Linked DNA regions of Oryctolagus cuniculus: region 1 is linked to region 2. Evidence: chromatin contacts called from public Hi-C data. All regions are on one chromosome and are shown on one strand. The core of a region is the stretch at or near the end of the contact, and the rest is flanking DNA. Distances in the headings are between cores, read along the strand shown.

Region 1 (6,411 bases), core at 3,423-5,922, 84 kb after region 2:
GAGGGTGGAAGCTGGTGTCTGAGAGCCTTGATGGAGGATATGACCTTGAAACGTCAGGGGTGCCCGCCCACCCCGCTGTCTCACACATCCCTCCTCTCTCTGGCTATGGGTTAGGATAAACACAGACTCTCAGCCCCTCTGTTGGATCTGGGTCTGGATCCTGGGGTCAGAATTCTTGAAAGCTTAGGGTAGTACCTGCAACTCGCTCCAGGTTCTTGTGACGGTGGGGACTGGGGTTTGGCCCTCGTGGGTACTGGGAGAATCCATGACAGGAAAGGCTTAGGTCAGCACGATGTTTCTGTAGCTTGGGACACTGTGGCCGGAGGAGAGAACCCCATTGTGTGGCCAGAGCTGCCTGGGTTGGCATTCAGGGTCACTTGCCAGGTGCTGGCTGCTGCGGTCTTGTGTGGAGCAGGCAGCTGGGACCACAGACAGTCACAGTAGGATGGCTCTGCCGTGGCTTGTTGTGCCTTGCTGTCCTCATCTATCCCTCCTATACTTCCCTGGGCTCCTTCATGACTGGGGGCCAAGGCTCTCCTCTGGGGTGGTTGAGACAACGTTCTTCACGAGAACAGGTGCCTGTGAACCCTCTCAGCCGACCGGCAAGAGCCTTTTAATCATTCTCAGGCATTTAAACCCACAAGCTGTTGCTTCCATTTCTCAGGGACTCGGCACCTAGTTTATGAAAGGCCTGAGTGGAGCCTTTGTAGTGGCTGCATACAATCAGCTGAACAAGCTTGCAGACCCCCCTCGCCCCCGTTCCTTCCCGGGGGCTCAGTGCTAGACTGTTTCCTGAGGCCCTCTCCTGGTCCTGATTGAGTGATGCTACACGTGGGAATCTGGCTGCAAAGGGTCAAGTCTCTTTATGCTCACTCTTAAAAGAGATTGTTTGCAAAATAATGCAAAAAGTTCTTGGAAGAGATTTGCAAGATTCCAGGATTTGCACTCTGGTCATTTTGGGTGAAGAGATAAGGAAGCTCCCTTAACGCTGCACTTTCCTTGTGACATCTGGTAAACTGGAAACCCTGCTACAGGCTTGCTCCTGCACCCAGCTCTGCGGAGCCGCACGCTCCGAGGCCTTGGAGTTTTGCAATATACTGATCCAGTTAAGTCACACACACAGTGTGTCAATCCCTGAAGCCCACAGACACGTATCTAGCAGGAGCCGCATGTCAACCACTTCCTGTGTCCACCCATACTCTTAGCTCCCTTCGGTCATGATCTTGTGAGAAGTGGCCATCTTACTGTCCATGGGCCACTGCTGTTTCATAGGGGAATAGCAAGACTGTCTCAGGACACTGGGCTTCTGTGTGGTAGGCATCATGTTCCCCCAAAACAGAGACCTCAAAGGAGCAAGTGCAGGAGCCAGGTCTCTGCTGTTCTGTACCCACACTGCACCATTCTGATCGCTCCTTTCCATCTAGTGCCTGTGTGCTAGGCAGCTCAGCCCTTGAAGACTTATTAAGAACTTGAGTTGGTACATGTCCCTTTGCTTAATTAGAGCTGGTGACAGTGCTCACGCTCCATACATTTCTCCGCAGGTATCAGCCAGAGCAGCCTAATCTGGTGTACCAGATGGCCAGGACGACCGATGAGCTAGATCAAGTGGACCAGAATGAACTGGTGAGCACCAGTGACTCCCAGACAGGCTTTCTGCCAGAATCAGAGAAATTCTCTTTGAAAGCTGTGTTCTCACCCAAAACCATGGAGCCTTCCAAATTCTCCGGGCTAATCGTGAATGTGTCAGCCAGCCTCATAGGTAAGAGCATGCCCTCCCGTGTATGGGACTTGGGGCATAGGGTACGTGGGGGCAGCAGTCAGTGTCTGTCTCACTGCTGGTCTGTGGTGCCAGTCGTTCTGTCCTGATTGTAGCTGACGTCACAGAAGTGGAGCCCTGCTCTTGACACATTTTAGGACAGAACTGGGAATACCCGTGAGGACTTGGGACATGGTTGAATCACATCTGTCTGTCTCTCCTCCCTCTTAGCTGTTCTCATCATCACCGTGTGCATTGTGGCCGTGCTCGGCAAGCAGGCCCTGGCCCAAGGGTCGCTGTGGGCCATCTTTGTGCTCTCAGGCTCTGCCGTGCTGTGCACGCTGGTCACAGCCATCATCTGGAGGCAGCCTGAGAGCAAGACGAAGCTGTCGTTTAAGGTGAGCGGCTTGGCCTCCTGGGCCTGGGGGAGACCCCGGGGTGGGCCGAGGACTCGGGTCTTCCTGCTGGGGAACTTGGGTGTTCTGAGGGAGGTGCTTGCCAGCCAGCTTTGGAAAGTGTGGCGGGCACGCCTGTCCACGGGGCCATCTGGTAGGGTGGATCGCAGAGGAGACTGCAGCTTTGGGGTTTGTTTTTTTGTTTTTGCATTTTTAGATAAGTAATACAATAATCCAACCTTAGAAATAAAGTGGAAGTTGCCCTTCTAGTCCCTTCTTTAACTAGCAAGAGAGCAAAACTAGAGGAGGGCTCACTTTGGCAAGGAGTAGCATGAAACCCAATCTCCACCACTTCAGATTTGCTCCTGGCTGGAGGTGGGGGAGGGGCGGTGTCTGCTGGGGTGGGGTGGGGGCGGGGTCTGACGCTCCCCAATGTCTCTGCAGGTGCCCTTCGTGCCGCTGCTGCCTGTCCTGAGCATCTTCGTGAACGTCTATCTCATGATGCAGCTGGATCAGGGCACCTGGGTCCGCTTCGCCGTGTGGATGCTGATAGGTGGGTGTCCCTGCGACCAGCACAGCCAGTATCCTCGGCTGCTCTTGTGCCCCCCCCCCCCCAAGGCTGTGTGGGTTGTTCATCTGTCTTCCTGCTACAGGGCCGAGGGTTGATGTCAAGTCCCCCGTGTTTCAGATTTCCTAAGAAGCCATGTAGTAGTCAGCGTTTTCCTCTGAAAAAATGGAACTCATGGTAGGCAGTGAGCCCTCCCTCCCATTTACACACTTGTCGTCTTCATAGCCCTTTGTCCAAACTGTAGTTCTCTCCTCAGGCCAGAGCCTGGCATTCATCAGAGCAAGGCCGTGAGTCTGCGGTGGGCAAGGCACTGGGTAGCTCCATCCCAGCTGGGGAAGTCTGGGCTGTGGCTCCTCCCGGCCCAGCCAGTGCCTGGTCCTTGTGGGCTGTGGGCCTGGCGGGTGTCCTTGTCCCGGGCTGCCCACGGCTCCTTTGCTGACAGTGGGCGTGGGGGAGGTGCTGCTGGACAGAGGCTGTGGGGGGCTCTGGTCCTCTTGGGTGGTGCAGCCTGGTCTGCGGCCGGCTGACTGTGCCCCACCTCTGGGCCTCTGGCCCTCGGCAGGGGGCGTGGTCAGGTTCTTCCTTTCCCTGTGTCTTAAGTGCTGGTGCAGGTGCCAGGGGGTGGGCCTTGACCTTTGTGCCCTTTTAGCCTTCTTGGTCTCCCGTGGTTCATGGGGGGCATACAGGGTGACTGCTAGGTGGTCTTAGGCCTCCAGGAGATGACCCAGGGCTAAGTGGGAGGGCCTCAGGTCCTGGGAAGGGAGAGATGGGGAGGAGGGCTAGCTGCCATGTGTGCCCAGGGCACACTGCAGTGAGGCCAGCCGGGAGCCCGTGCCCGAGGCAGGATGAGGCAGCTGTTGATTGTCCAGAGGCGGGAAGTCAGGGGTAGGGACCGCGCGCCCTGCGCTCACCCTCATCCCTCTGCTCTCGGCCCGCAGGCTTCATCATCTACTTCGGCTACGGGCTGTGGCACAGCGAGGAGGCGTCCCTGGCCGCCGGCCAGGCAAGGACTCCTGAGGGCAATTTGGACCAGTGCAAGTGACGCGCAGCCCCGCCCGCTGAGGGCCACCCCCTGAGGGCCGCCACGCCCCCTGCCCTCCCCAGCGGGGCCGCGGGACCCACCCACATCCCCGGCGCCCCCAAGCGGGCAATTACTTGAACTGCAGCCTCGGCCACGGCGGTTGAGGCCGGTCACCTCCAGCAACTCCTTGGCAGGGGGGTGGCCGCCATGTCTCCTCACCCCCGCTCCAAAGCAAGCAAACAGCGCTTCTGTCGCCAGCTCTGTCCCGGGCCGCGGCGGCCAGCTTCTCTCCTCAGCTCGGGACCGCGGGCCACCCTCCCCGGGACCACGCTGGCCTGTGAACTGCGCACCCCGCGGCCGGCCACAGGCCCACGGCCCCGGCTGCTGCTCCCAGCCCGGCCCCTCCGAGCCGGACGCCCTCGGTGGGCGGCCCCTGGGATTGCAGTCAGGGGTCTGATTTGCAAAGGATGCAGGGCCTCCAGCGGCGGGGAGAGTGGGGCTGGGGGCGCCTACGCAGTGCGCACGCCAGACGCTGCCCCAGCCCCGGCGGGGCTCGCGGCTGCTGGCCTCGATCGCCGCTGGCCATGCGTGCTGAGCCTCTGGAACGGGCGACGAGGGGCGCAGCGTTGGCCTTGGGGTGGCGGCGTGTAGAAGTCTCCAGGGGACTGTCCCAGTCACCGAATCTCCTGGGGTGCCTAAGGTTCCCTGAGCAGGAGGCAGCTCAGTGACCTGGTGACCCCAGCCGTGGGCTGCGAGCCCCTGCGTGTGCGCCACGGGATTCAGTCCTGGCAGCTGCGAGTCCCTGCGTCAGGTTCCCTTGGGGCTTGGCTCAGAAAACTGGATCGCGACCGCCCGCCTGGCCGGCCACACTCCCGCCCGCTTCAAGTGCTTGAGCCTGCCCGAGGCCCCGCCGGGACCCAGGTGTCCGCGCCGGCACGCTGTGCCCCTCCCGCTCAGCCCCCGGCGGCAGCCCTGGTTGCACGCTCCTTGGGGAGCGGGCCCCGGGTGACCTCTCTGGTGCCCTCTCCGCTGCCGCGGGAAGCACCAGAGCTGCTTGCGAAGCTGTTTCCCGCTCCTTCCCTGGCTGTCCTCCCACTCGGAAAAGCCCTACACGTTGACTGCACTTGTCTCTCCGCGTGTCCCAGAGGGTTCTCGGAGAGCACTCCGAGAATGAGGGCCACAGCCCGAGGGCCGGCTCTCCCAGGGCCCAGCCCGTGGCAGGCGCTGCCGCCTCCTGGAAGCTGCCCTCTGAGCATCTCTGAATGTCCCAGAGGGAGTGGCACGAAGCTCAGAGCTTGGGTTTCCAAAGAAAGATATTTAAATTTATGTAGATTTGGTGCTGTAAAATATTTTGATAAACATTAACTTATTTTATTGGGGTTTTGGTTGTCTGTTGTCTTCTTAGGACCTAATACCTGTTTTTTTTTTCTTCTTTTTTTTTTGTGGCTGTTATTTTTCTACATAGGCAAAGAGAACTTGAGGGAAAGAGGGTGTCCAAGGACAGCTGGGGGAGGGGAGGGAAAACTTTTTTTTTCTTTTTTTCTTTCTGCCTGAGATGTCCACAGAGGATAGCACCTTGCAGATGAGACTGCGGTCAGCCACGTGTCGCATTGCACTGAGGGAAGGCGCGCTGCGTGGGTCCGCCCTCCTGATTGTCTGGGACACTGTGGGACCGGCCCAGGTGTTGCCCTGTGGCCGCCCGTTTCTGTACCGTTGTTGGGAGCGCCCCGTACACGGGGACAGGGCCGGAAGCAGTGGTGTCTGGGTGAACCCCTGCATTGTAGTTGGCTTTCTCTTAACATCCCAGGTGCCTTCCCCTGCAATGAATACACACACGGGCACAAAAAAGGGACCCATCATTTTGCGGCTCTGTTTATTATTATTATTATTATTATTAAAGATTTATTTTATTTGGAAGAGCTACAGAGAAAGAGAGAGAGAGAGAGCTGGTTCACTCCCCGAGGGCTGCAAAGGCCTGGGCTGGGCCAGGCCAAATCCAGGAGCTTCTTTTGGGTCTCTCACGTGGGTGCAGGGGCTCGGACGCTTGGGCCACCTTCTGCTGCTTGTCCCAGGTGTATGAGCAGGGAGCTGGATGGGAACTGACGCGCCCGGCTTGGCGTCTCCTAACGTCTCTGTGCCCGTGAGAATCATCCTGGGTTCACAGCCAGCCCAGGATTATCTTGCAGGGGAAATTTACAATCTGCATCAGCCGCAAGCCCACCCACCCTGGAAAGACCCATGTGCCATGAATAAGGGGCCCTCCCGTCTCGCCCCCACCGTCTGTGTGCATCCGTGACCCCTATTCGCTAAGGACCCCAGGACCTCTGCCCCAGAGCAGGGGAGCCCCGCAGAGGCGGGGTGGGCGTGGGGCCTCTGTAGGAGGGAGAGGGACAGACAGCCTGCCGCGTGGCTCGGATCATCACCCGCTTTGAGCTTGTGTTTTGTGCGACAGCAAACCCTTTCCACCAAGCCTCTGCCTTCCATCCGGCGATCATCCATGCGGTCCCGCATGCTGACTGCTGACGGGGCGGCCCCCGGCACAGCACCAGGAGGCACCAGACGGCACCTGCGGCGCGGGGGTCCTCCCGTCCTGTGCCACGCTCCCCACCTGCACGTCCGGCCTGGCGCTGGGGCAGGCAGATGGAACTCGGGTCATACATGCCATTCTCCC
Region 2 (6,177 bases), core at 2,455-4,954:
CCTTTATTCCTTTCTTTCCTTCTTTCTCTTTTTTTCAAGATTTATTTATTCGAAAGGCAGAGTGACAGAGAGAAAGCGGGAGAGAGAGAAAGATGAGAGAAATCTTGTATCTGCTGTTCCCTCCCCAGATGGCCACAACACCTAAGGCTGGAGTGGGCCATAGCCAGGAGCCAAGAACTCCATCCAGGTCTCCCGTGAGGGTGACAGGGACCCACATACTTGGGCCATCATCTGCTCCCTTCCCAGGTGCATTAGCAGGAAGTTGGGTCAGAAGCGGAGCAGCCGGGACTTGAACTGGTGCTCTGACATGAGATGTCAGAAGTCACAGGAGGCTGAGTTAACACACCGTGCCACAACATCACACCCGAAAGCTTTTCTGAAAGCACTGTGCCCGTTTCATCAGCATCAGCACCCTCTGGGTTTGTGTTTGTGTTTGTTTGTTTGTTTGTTTTTTCTGAGACCTTGGGTACAGCAACTTTTCCTCTGGTTCACACTGATCCTTTATACTTCCAGGTCACTTGCATGTGGCTGAAGTCACTGAGCCTCTCCTGTTATCTTTCTGAAGGCCTGCTGAACTGCGTGGTGTTACAGAACACTCTCATTGCACAAGGCACTCTGGGTTGGTTCTCTGCATTGCCCGAGCAGAGCATCTCTACGATGCTCTAACTCCTATTTCCACTGCTGGAAATAAAACTGTCCATGGTTTTATGACAGAAAGTGATTGGAAAAGGTAAAAATAAGATGAAAGGTGAATTGGTCATTAAAAAAAATTTATTTATTTGAAAGGCAGAGTTACCATCTAGAGAGGGAGAGACAGATCTTCCATCTGCTGGTTCACTCTCCAAATGGCCACAATAGCTAGGGTGGGACCAGGCTAAAGCCAGGAGCCTCTATCTGGGACTCCACATGGGTACAGAGGCCCAAACGCTTGGGCCACTTCCTGCTGCTTCTGCAGGCACCTTAGCAGGGAGCTGGATGGGAGGTGGAGCAGCTGGGACTCGAACCCGGCGCTCATAAGGGATGCTGGGGTCACAGGCATTGACTTAGCTCACTGCCCCCCAACACCTGCCCCTGGGTGGGCCGTTTTAAAGTTACTTTCCTTCTCAGGCAGGAACAGGGAGGTAGAACAATGGAAAAATAACCAGTGAGTGAACATCAGGTCACTTGAGTTTGCCTTGTTTGTGTGAGGATCCTGACAGAAGCTGCTGGGGAATGGGGCCGCTCTGGACTCTGCATTCTCAGGTGCTGTACACAGCCCGGTTTCCTCCTGCGGGATGCGGCACTTTGACACAGGTGACTCCATTTTGATTTTGAGCCTGGTCTGTTGAGGTCCCGTGCAGGAGCTTAGTCTGAAACAATGACCCCTTGTAATTTTTATTTAATCAAACCTAAGGTTTGCTTTCTATTAATACAAGCATATGAGGATCACAGAATCAGTGGCAACAATCATGGGGTGGGGAAAGAAGGGTGTACTGTCAAGTTCATGGTATAATTCAGTGAAGCCATCTGTATAACTATGTACCTAGGAATATGACATCCACACAACTGCTACATTCTCCCTCTCTGTATCGCCCATAAAGAAGAGAAAATGGGTGATTTCTGGGAAATATAAGATTTATAAGCAAAACAGAGCTAAAATAGTTTGCAGAAGATCCCACAGCAAATGAAGTAGCGGAGTTCGCCTTCAAATCCCCACCTGGGGCTAAAGGCAAAGCAGGTAGACTTGACTCCAGGCCAGAGCCAGGAGCCTTTAGACTGTGGTGTTGGCAGGTGGAGGAGGCCCCTGGATGCCAGACACCTCCTTCTGTGATCTGAGGGCAACACATCACCTGTGACAATTTTTTTTAAATTTATTTTTTTGACAGGCAGAGTGGACAGTGAGAGAGAGAGACAGAGAGAAAGGTCTTCCTTTGCCGTTGGTTCACCCTCCAATGGCCGCTGCAGCCGGCGCACTGCGGCCATAGCATCGCGCTTATCGGAAGCCAGGAGCCAAGTGCTTCTCCTGGTCTCCCATGCGGGTGCAGGGCCCAAGGACTTGGGCCATCCTCCACTGCACTCCCGGGCCATAGCAGAGAGCTGGCTTGGAAGAGGGGCAACCGGGACAGAATCCGGCGCCCCGACTGGGACTAGAACCCTGTGTGCCGGCACCGCAGGCAGAGGATTAACCTAGTGAGCCCTGGCGCTGGCCACCTGTGACAATTATAAAACAAAGGGTGTGGGGTGGCTTATTATGGAGCCAAACGCTGGCCTTTGCAGATGCAGATGCATTCCTAGGTGCTCACTAACACTTTTTGTGAAGCCAGTGCCCTGCAGTTCCCTACTTCATAAACTGCTAGGCTAGTTTCAAGGGCAGAAAACAGCCAGCTGCTGACCCAGGAGCCCCATTACTGAGCAAGGGCTTGGTGGTGCTGGTGGTGGCTGGGGCGGGTGGGAGGTGTGGAAAGGCTTTAAAGCAGGCAGATACCATCCGCCCTTGTCCTTTCTGTTTCCTTAGAAATATGGGGGAGCGCGGTGGTCATCTACCACTTACTCAATGTCACAGATTACTGGATCTTCACAGGTTGTGTTTCTTGGTTTCTGGAGCAAAGACAGACAACTGCACGGGAGCTCATGGCACCAACACTGTGGGATTCAGGACCACCGCTCTTGGCAACACTGGGAGAGTGACTGGGAAGGCAGCTGAGGCCATTAGCCCACCAGCCTGCTGTGCAGGTGCCTGGCAACAGGTGGATTAGGCCTTCACCGACAGCAGGGAGATAAGGTTCTAGCATGGGCAAGGGGACGATAATAAAATAATACCATGAGAGAGAAATGAAAATCTATAGTAACTTCAAAAAAATTTTTTAAAAATACTTATTTGAAAGAGAGACAGACAGACATACAGACATAGATAGATAAAGCTTCCATCCGCTGGTTCACTCCCCAAATGGCCACAACTGCTAGGACTGAGCCAGGCTGAAGCCAGGAACCAGGAGCTTCTTCTGGGTCTTGCACATGGGTGCAGGGGCTCAAGCGCTTGGGCCATCTGCTGCTTTCCCAGGCCATAGCAGAGAGCTGGATGGGAAGCCGGGACTCGAACCCGCGTCCATATGGGATGCCAGCACCACAGGCAGGGGCTTCACCCGCTACATCACAGCGCCGGCCCCAGTAACTAACTTTCTAAAACCCTCATAGTGCATCCCAGATCTTTTTATTTCGGATAAGGAAGACCAGCGGCGTCTGCTGACTGCAGCTCGCTAAGCCAGGGCTGGCGCGGCCCGGCCTGCTGCCCTGAGTCCCGGCCCGCGCGCGGCGGGGCCCGCAGGGAACCCAAGGATGCTGTCGCGCCGCGGGCTCCGATTGGCGGACAGGCGGCCAGGCCCGCAAGGCAGCCGCGGGAGCGTCCGGAGGCGCCGCCCGCCTGCCGGCCGGGGGAACCCCGGGTCCCCGCCGCAGCGCGCGCGAAGACGCCGCCGCCCCGCCCACACGGGCGCGCCCGCCTCTGCCGCCGCCTCAGGGCCAGCGGCCGCCGCCGCGCCGCGCTGCCATTGGTGCCCGGCTGTGACGCGAGGCACGGGCAGGGCCGCCGGGCGGGCTGGGGGGCGGGCGGCGAGAGCGGCTGATGAAACCGGCGCCGGATCCCGCCCGCCCTCGGCGCCCCATTCAGTCAGCGCGGGCAGGTGCGAGCGGCCAGTCAGCAGCCGGGCGGCGCGGCACGCGGCCGGCAGGCACGCGCTCACCGCAGCTCCACGTCGCTCCCGCGCCTCCGCACCGCCTCTCCGGCCGAGGGTCCCCGGGTCGGTGCGTGCAAGCGTGCGTGCGTCCTTCGGCCCGCTGTCCTGCCCGCATCCCACCGCCCGCTTGGTGAGTGCCCGCTCCCGCTGGCACCGGGGCAGCTCCACAACCTGGGTCACCTTGGCGGGGGTTGGAGGGGGCCGCGGGGCCGCGTGGGGCCTCGGGCAGGCGGCGGCACGGGAGTGGCGAGAGCCCCGCTCCGGGGCGCCGCTGGCATCCTCCGGGGAGGGCGAGGGCAGGGCGGGCCCGGGGGTGTGCGCGCGGGGCGGTGCCCATGCGGCCGTGGCTTCCACGGAGTCCATTTCGGTTCCCTAAAGGCACGGCGTGGTGTATGATGCAACACCGCCCGAGTCAGCGTGGGCGCGCCGGCGATGCCCACCCCGCGCGCCGGCCACGCACCTGGTGGTCCGGGTGGGCAAGGGGCCGGCGGTGGGCACGGGGGCTGGTCCAGGAGGCGTCCGGAGCCCGCTGGCAGCGCGGGAGAGCTTCCCTTACATGGCGCGTTGCGGAGCACCCCGCCCCGCCACGAGGTCCGAGGATGTGTCATCGGCCGCCGCGGGGACCCCGCCCGCGCCCCGGGAGGGTGGTCCCGCGGCAGGTACGTTGGCTAGCCTGGGAAACGGCGCTGGGCAGCCCTGCTCGGTGGTCGCGGTGCGCGCCTGCCCATTCCATGAGACCCCCAGAATGCCCGCCTGCACCCGTAGTCTGGGTCCCCAGGGGTTTCTTGGGGACGTCCTCCTTTGGGTGGGCTTCCTGGTGACCCGGCTTGGCCCTAAAACTCTGGGCTGGCCAAGCCGTCCAGATGGTTCGCAGGAGGAGGAAGTTCTTCCGGCTTCGTTAGGACAACCTATTCTCCGCGTGTTCCTCTCTGCGTAGTAGAAAACTTCCTGGGCACGGGCAGGTCAAGGCGGCCGTCCCGCGCGCGCCGCTGGCCGGCTCGCCGCGCTGTTCCCCGGGTAGGGGGGAGGCGTGGGAGCCAGATCGGAGTTGCGTGCGTCTTGAGCGGGTAGGCGAGCCAGACATGTGAACCAGACTACACTTCCCAACACCCACGGCCGTGCTGTCACGTGCTGGCTTGTGTTCCAGACCCGAGTCTCGGGCGTGGGGTAGGGGTGGGGGGTTGCGATCTTCGTCCCTGGTGGGTACCCCCGCCACCCCCTTCAGAATGTGCCCCTTAAAAGCTGGCTGGTGGGACTGTGTCTGACAGCCTGCAGCCGGGAGCCGTCACTATGTTGAATTCGGGTTATAATTTATTAGGGATTTATCTCAACGTTTATGTTTCAGTCAGATAATAGGAAACTGTGGTGCACGTATTCGCCCTGGTATTTTCAGTTGTTCTCAGTGGAAATTACCACGATTCTTATGCGAACCCGCCTTTCTGGCAGGAAAAAAAAAAGGTCTTGTCTTGAGCCCCAGTAAGAAGAGAAACTTACTGGAAAGATCCACAGTGAAGAAAATCGTTCTTAAAGCTTCCTTGTTGACTAACATTCAAAGGATGTCAAAGGAACTTTGAGTAAACGAACGGGAAAAGGCTCAGTAAGTAGGGAGAGGGGGTGGTCTCAGCTGCCTGAGTCGGAGCCACGTGGCTTCTGTTTAGGCATATGACCATTTGCTGGAGGGGGAAAAAAGGCTTGAAAGGCAAGATTGTTGACCTCAGGGAGTTTGAGTTGAGACACAGGTTTAATTCTGTTTGGTACAAAATTTCATTCTCTGAAGGAAGCAAGTAAATGCTTATTGATTGTTCAGGTCTGTAACTTCTCTTTCCTGAATCCAGCAGAACTAGGTCATTAAGTCGGGGGTCCCAGCGTTATGTCTTATATGAATGCTTTCTGTTGATTGACAGTGTATTTAGAGATGCTGCTTGTTAACCCTAAAAGGAGGAATTTGAGACATGACTCAATGCATTCTTGTTAGGGAAAGAAACTTGTTTCATCTTTGACTGACACGTCCGAATCGTACATTGTCGGGTCCTGGTGTGATGTTTGGGTGCGTATGTCATTGTGTGATGTTGCAGCCGGGGGAACTAGGCTATCTATCGCTTTAAACGTTTGTCGTGTTTTTGTGCTGAGAGTGTTCACAATCTTGGCGAAAAATTTACTTCCTTTAACCCGGGAGATGCCTTGGCCTCTGTGTCATCTTACCCAGAGGCATCTTCTGGGTGACTGTGAAAGGTGCGCCCACAGGACTGGCCTGGGGCTTTAGGTGAGTGGTAAGAGAGGTGAAATAGATTTCCACACTGCACAGCCGGAGTTTTTTTTTTTTTTTTTTTTAAGATTTTATTTATTTATTAGAGAGGTAGAGTTACAGAGAGAGGGAAAGACAGAGGGAGAGGTCTTCCATCTGCTGGTTCACTTCCCAGATGGCCCCAATGGCTGGAGTTGGCAGCGATCCGAAGCCAGGAGC

The links. A called contact is a pair of places that touch in the nucleus more often than the background predicts.
Region 1: a Hi-C map of an unstated tissue shows a contact between it and region 2, with 1.8 times the contacts expected there. The contact joins the enhancer-like site here to the promoter of SLC7A1 in region 2. A contact is called at or near these places in 2 of 6 Hi-C or Micro-C datasets (ear pinna and an unstated tissue).

The regions. Positions count from the first base shown.
Region 1 is chr9:85,057,724-85,064,134 of mOryCun1.1, forward strand. It overlaps SLC7A1 (solute carrier family 7 member 1), which reads left to right. Exons shown (of 13, transcript XM_070049065.1): 10 at 1,542-1,759; 11 at 1,988-2,154; 12 at 2,596-2,704; 13 at 3,658-6,411. The coding sequence ends at 3,761. Among named protein-coding and RNA genes, the nearest start is that of SLC7A1, 83 kb to the left of the region's middle. Within about 2 kb of position 4,673, at least 1 of the 8 cell types and tissues checked has an H3K27ac peak or open chromatin away from gene starts, as enhancers often do.
Region 2 is chr9:84,974,720-84,980,896 of mOryCun1.1, forward strand. It overlaps SLC7A1 (solute carrier family 7 member 1), which reads left to right and starts at 3,705. Exons shown (of 13, transcript XM_070049065.1): 1 at 3,705-3,843.